Linked DNA regions of Lactuca sativa: region 1 is linked to region 2. The links are chromatin contacts, called in public Hi-C maps. All regions are on one chromosome and are shown on one strand. Each heading gives the region's core, a stretch centred on a gene start, on an enhancer-like site or on the middle of the called end of the contact. The rest is flanking DNA. Distances are from core to core; before and after follow the strand shown.

Region 1 (2,985 bases), core at 256-2,755, 310 kb before region 2:
CTTCTTTTCTTGAATTATCTGTAAACTCTCATGAAATGAACGCAAAAATAAATCTTGACCTTTTCCACGCGAAACACCTGTAAATCATTATCGTATTCACACATAAACATATTCGATTCATCACCTTGTTTCTATATTGAAAGGAATAAAGTTACATTAACGCGAAAAACTTACTATTAATAGCAGCGAAAAGTATATCTTCATTGCGCACTCCTAGAAACTCTCGAACATGCTCCCTTAAAACCCTTTTTGCTATATTATCTTCTGCGACATCCATGAGTTCTTTACTGTTTCCGAGATGAACAACGTAAGTTTTTGGCATCTGAATCCTGGAAATTTAAGCGTGAATTGTTAAATTAAAGAAATGGGAAAGTTTATTTTAGGTGTAAAAAGAGATTGGGAAACAGAAAAGAGCTTGCTTTAATCGTTCTTGAGTTCTGTTTTTCCAATATTCAGCTGTAACGTAGGAATCGATCATAGACCCAGCTACCATTGGTAAATGCTTGACGTAATCCAATTTGAAGTAATGACCTCGCATTTCATGAATCCACCATAACACTTTTGGGAGAATTTGAGGGACGTTTTTATTCAGAACAGCGTCTAGCCATTTTCCGGCGACGGCAGTGTTTAGAACAAGCAAATCGGCTTTAATGGCGGTGGTTATAGCTTCTTGACCTTTAGCAGAGAAGACCTGTACTCCACGATCCAGCATCTTGTTCTCCAAACTGTAAATCACCTCCTCTTTCCCCGGTGGCTTTTGAAGTGTTATCCAACAAACTTCAGCACCAACACCTCGCAATAGAAACGCTAGTTCCATTAAAAGCAATGGACCACCTGAAAGACAAATCAACAAATTGAAAAGGGGGTAAAAGGTATCAGAATGTCGATTACATCATTTCCCCCTAATGGAATGAAGAATTGAAGAGTTACCAGAAAGAGAGAGTTCATGAGAAACGAGAAGAACAAGCTTGGACTTCATGAAACTGAGAGGATTCGCTACTTTGACTTTAGGCGGAGGCGACGCCTTCGGATTCACCGTCGATTGAAACCGTTTACCTGCATCAGGGACATCGAAGAGACGGCGATCACATGAGGAATCATAAGCGGCCCTGATAATAAACGCCACCGCCGTCGAGATGGATAGCAAGGCTAACAGAACCAGAAGCCATCGCTTCTTCTTGTGGAAGAAGAATGTTGAGGATCCCATGGACTGCTTCGCCATGGTTAGGATCTGTGAAAGAGGGTGTGACTATTTGAGATGATCCAAGTCTCGACATTGATCTAGGGTTCCTTGAAATCTTGTCATGCGCATCTGATCGACGTATAGAGAGATGGACACTTGTAAGGATTGCTGAAAAAGCAGAGCTTGAAAATTGAAATCTTTCCGGTGAGATTGAAATGGAAATTTGTGTATGGAATATTGATCTGTGGGTAATATGCGAGAGCCGACCATGAAAAAAAGCTTCGAGCTTTGGGTCCGCCGAATTGTGTTACCAAAAAGTGACATCTTTTATGGTAGACGTTATAATAATAAAGTCCTTAATATTTTCAAATTTTATATTATAAGTAGTAAAAAAAAAAGTCTGTCTTTGGTCCCGGATTTTTTTTCTTTTTACTTTTATTTTTAAAATAAACAAAAGCTACGGATCTTTAAATTCATCAATTAAAATACAAATGGTAAAGAAATACACTACAAATTCAATACATAATAATTTAGGGGTGTGTGCGGTACGGTTTGATGCGGTTTCGAGTCAAAACCGCAAACCATACCGCATATAGGGTTTGAATATTTTAGAAATCGCAAACCGCACCACAAATGTTCAAAACTGCGTGATGCGGTTTAGTTACGGTTTGTGCGGTTTGATGAATTATTCAACATTAAATATATCAAAAAACCAAAAACCTGACCGGGTTAAAAAAATTGATTGCTTTCATTTTATAAAAACAAATACAAATTTCAAGTTAAATCATTTTTAATAAATTGTGATTCATGCTACTATAGTTTTGTAAGTATCATTGTTATTGTTTTATATTGCCGTTATAGTTATTATATTCTTGTAAACAATGAGATCTTGATCTAATAGTGATTTCATGTTATGTTATAGATATTTGGTTATTGTAAGAAATATATTTATATACATCATTTCTAAATCGTGATTTGAAGTTATAACAAAGTATATATATATATATATATATATATATATATATATATATATATATATATATATATATATATATATATATATATATATATAACATGCGGTGCGGTGCGGTTTTAACTGCAATTATATAAATACAAACCGCAAACCACACCGCGTAGTGCGTTTTAATAAAATGATGAACAGCAAACCGCACCACGAAATTCTAAACCACATTATGCAGTGCGATTTTGTGCGGTTTGTACGGTTTTTTGCATAGCTCTATATAATATATCAAAACAAAAAAATAAAAAAATAAAAAAACATATATGTTAAAGTATAATGAGTATTATGCCAAAGTGTTATTTTTTAAAAATATTTATTTAGATGAGGATTGAAAAGTAAAAAACCAAAGTATAACTTTTACAAAATGGTGTGGTCAAAATCCAAAAAAATAAGACTTTATTATTCCCTAAAGATTTGTGTATTAATATATAAAAGAAGAAGGGCCAAAATGTAACATTTAAAAAGTGGTGTGGTCAAAACCCAACAGAATGAAAGTAAAAAAAAAAATATGGTGAAATTCAACAAAACCAAACAATGAGGGACCAAAACAGTCAATTTCTGAAACTATTGTGGCCAAACTCTTAAGCACATCAACTTTTCTATTCCTTAAGTCTATATGCTTTTAATATGTATATATTAATTTGTGTGTTAATATATAAAAGAAGAAAACCAAAAGTATAATCTTTACAAAATGGTGAATAAAAGTAAAAAATGGTGAAATTCAACAAATCAAACAATATGGGACCAGAACAGTCAATTTTGGAAACTATGGCCAAACTCC
Region 2 (3,353 bases), core at 216-2,715:
ACAATTTGAAAGATTCATTCATTTTGATTTTTCTTTAATCCCACTATTTGTTTCTTGTAAGATTGACAATTTTAAAAAAGTTAATTGGTTTCTTTATTATGAATTAGACATTTTATGGTAGATAGTAATAAATAACTAAAATTTGTGTTTCTTAATAAATCATATAAAGTCTTTATGCAAGTTTGTGAAGAAAAGATAAGATGTGATCAGAAACTTGTTGAGGTTTCTCTTGATGAATAAAATGGTGGCCTTTGATCATCACAACTTCAATATCAGGAATCAATTCTTTCATAACATCACTCTCAACAAATTCTTTCGTCCAGCTTTTAAACCCATTATCTTCGTCTCCAATAATCAGCTTCGATGGAACTTTAATCTTTGCCCCTTGCCATGGCGCTTCAAGCTCCCACGACCTTCAAAATTACAAAAATAAGTATAAACAAAATTACAAATCAGATCCAATATCTGTGTTTTGAAACTTACAGATCCATAGCACGATAGTAATTTAAGCCTCCAGTAAATCCAGTCTCCTGAAACTTATCTGCATACGCTTGAAGCTCATCTTCAGTAATCCATGGAGGCAATGAAGGAGTTTCCATGTGATCGATAATCTCAATTCCAGAAGGTGCTACCAGTACATCGCCATGGTTGATCAGCAAAAACTTTTTGATTACAGTCAAGCAATCGTATTTCGCAAAAGCCCTCTCTGCTCTTCCCAATTCCTATATTAATTTCCTAAACTTTATGAAACTCATCTCCATGTAAACACAGTGAGAGAAAGAAGAAGAAGAAGAAGAAGAACCTGGAACTGAGTGATGTATAAATTATCTCCAAACGATTTGGTGAATAACTGAGTTGGACTGATTGGGGATCTAGGAAACAACGGAATACCGAGAGCAACGATTCCTTTGACTCTATCTGGCCGGAAAAGACTCAGATGCCAGGCGGCGTGTGCGCCCCAATCGTGTCCCACCACAAACACCTGATATTCATGCGTACACAAAATCAACCCTAATGCTAATTAAAGCTTCATCGCCATTAAAGCACACAAATGACATACCTGTTGTTGATTGAAGTGATCTAGAACGCCAATGAGATCACCGACTATGTGGAAGAAGGTGTAGGAAGAGGGAGACGATGGGGAGTCGGAATCGCCATAGCCGCGGAGGTCAGGTGCGAGGACACGGTAACCGTGGTTAGTTAAGTAAGTGATCTGATGGTGCCATGAAAACCAGAGCTCCGGGAAGCCATGGAGGAGGAGCACTACAGGTCCGTTGCCTTTTTCTGCAACATGCATCGATATTCCGTTGGTTTTGATTGTATGGTGAGTTATTTCACCCATCTTCTTCATCCATTCCATTTCCATGTCTGTAACTGGAGAGACGTTTGTTTCCTGTTAGAACACTGGATCATGAAAGTCAAAATTAAAACTTGCTGCATTCAAACTTATTGTGATTCTGGTCAACGGCCCCATTTTCAAACACGTATGTGATTTTACTTCTTTTATACTTCTTTTATATTAGAGAAGATTGTAAATTTGGTCCATGTAGTTTGCTAATATGCTTGGTACAGTCCAATCGGTTTTAAAAATTATCGATACGGTCCTTTTGGTTTACTTTTATTATAGATTTGGAAGACGGTTTACTCATTTCTTTTTTTTTTTCCATTTATTATTATTATTATTATTTTGGTTATTTTAGAAATAAGAAACAGTCAAACGCACGGTTTTTCATGTAATTTCTACTCAAGAACTCACATGCAGTTAGAAAAAAACTTACCACCATTGTTGCGATTCTTTCACTTTTATCAGTGTACTTTCAAGTTTCAATCGAAACCAAATGACACAGTTTCATATAAAGTTTCATCGTCGACCCTCTAGCAGCACCATGACCACACCCATGATCATTGGCACGAACCACCATCCAAGAATGTTTGTGGTCATGTTTCCTTTTACGATAATGAGATCACCTTCAAGTCAATCCCTTTATATAGGCATAGTCCTATAAATTATTTCTATTTGACTCAATTAACTACACTCGGTAGAAACGATTATGAGTTTAAAAGTCAATATTAATAAAGATCTTTGTATTAAGTACTTGGCATAAGAAGGGATTCGATATACAACAAGGGGCCAAGATAGTGATAGCTAGGGATGAGTGTGGATGTGGGGATATGTGTGATCATTTTTTATATACATTTGACCATTGAAATTATTCCACATATTTAAGAAAATATAATATTACTTATAACAATAGATAGTATTATCTTTTTAGGTGCATTTGAAACAACTTCAATGGTAAAATGTGTACAAAAAATATTATTGGCTAAATATGAACATCAAAACAAAGTATTTTACTCATTTAAGTCATTATCCATAGAAAAAACCAAGTTATTTATGGTTGTAGATGAAACTAAATTATTTGTCAATTGATGTGATTTATGAAAATTATTATTTCGATTTGATATGTTACTTAATATATATATATATATATATATATATATATATATATATATATATATATATATATATATATATATATATATATATGCTTAAAATAAAAAATATAAGGTTAATTGTCATGATACATAATATTTCAGATAAATTGTTTTGTCCCTCCTACACTATGTCATACTTACACTATGTTATACTGACATTTATTCCAAATTTCTTTTTCACCTATTCCATAGGTTGCCTAATACTCATTTTCAGTTTGTGTAGGAATTCAAGTGTGTAATGGCTACAAATCCAATCATAGTTAACAATTAATTCTAACTTAAAATTTATAGCATAATTATGATCATTAATAAGAGATTTGATTTGGAATGAATTTTCTTCACTCATCCATGAACCCCAAAGCATAAAAGTGCACTTTCCGAAACAACATTTGACCAGTAATCTCCTATTATTATTTTTTTTAATCTCCTACTATTATTTTTTTTTATAATATAATCGATACCCATTAGCACCTGCAGAATTGAAAACCATATGTTTTAACTGTTTGGGACTTTCAAGCCTCATACCTAGTACATGCTTCTACTTCTTCCAGTAAACATCTTCATTGAAGCTTGTTTGCATATCAATTTATGGATCATTGGTAGCGGTCATCCTTAGGTACTTTTTTAGGGTTGGATTCTCCTTACTAGGGTCGGCCTTATTGTTATAGGCCCCCCTTAACGGAAAATTAAATTAGTTGATTGTTTTTTCGGATTCTTCATTCAAGCACATCAGCAGAAACTACGACTCGATAACTGTTCTTCACTTCTACTTTCTCTGTCCTCTGAATCTAACTAACAATTAGTGATTTCATTCTTGATTCTACTCAGAACCGTAGAAACCATTACTTCTCTGATTC

The links. Hi-C and Micro-C count contacts between places; a contact is called where the count stands out from the background.
Region 1: a Hi-C map of leaf shows a contact between it and region 2, with 3 times the contacts expected there. The contact joins the promoter of LOC111897252 here to the promoter of LOC111897263 in region 2. A contact is called at or near these places in 2 of 4 Hi-C or Micro-C datasets (both in leaf).

Annotation. Positions count from the first base shown.
Region 1 is chr3:109,794,140-109,797,124 of Lsat_Salinas_v11, reverse strand. LOC111897252 reads right to left here and starts at 1,505. Exons shown (of 6, transcript XM_023893216.3): 1 at 931-1,505; 2 at 420-834; 3 at 175-329; 4 at 1-77. The coding sequence starts at 1,222.
Region 2 is chr3:109,486,375-109,489,727 of Lsat_Salinas_v11, reverse strand. It overlaps LOC111897263, which reads right to left and starts at 1,465. Exons shown (of 4, transcript XM_023893226.3): 1 at 1,061-1,465; 2 at 803-982; 3 at 484-722; 4 at 111-413. The coding sequence starts at 1,366. The coding sequence ends at 173.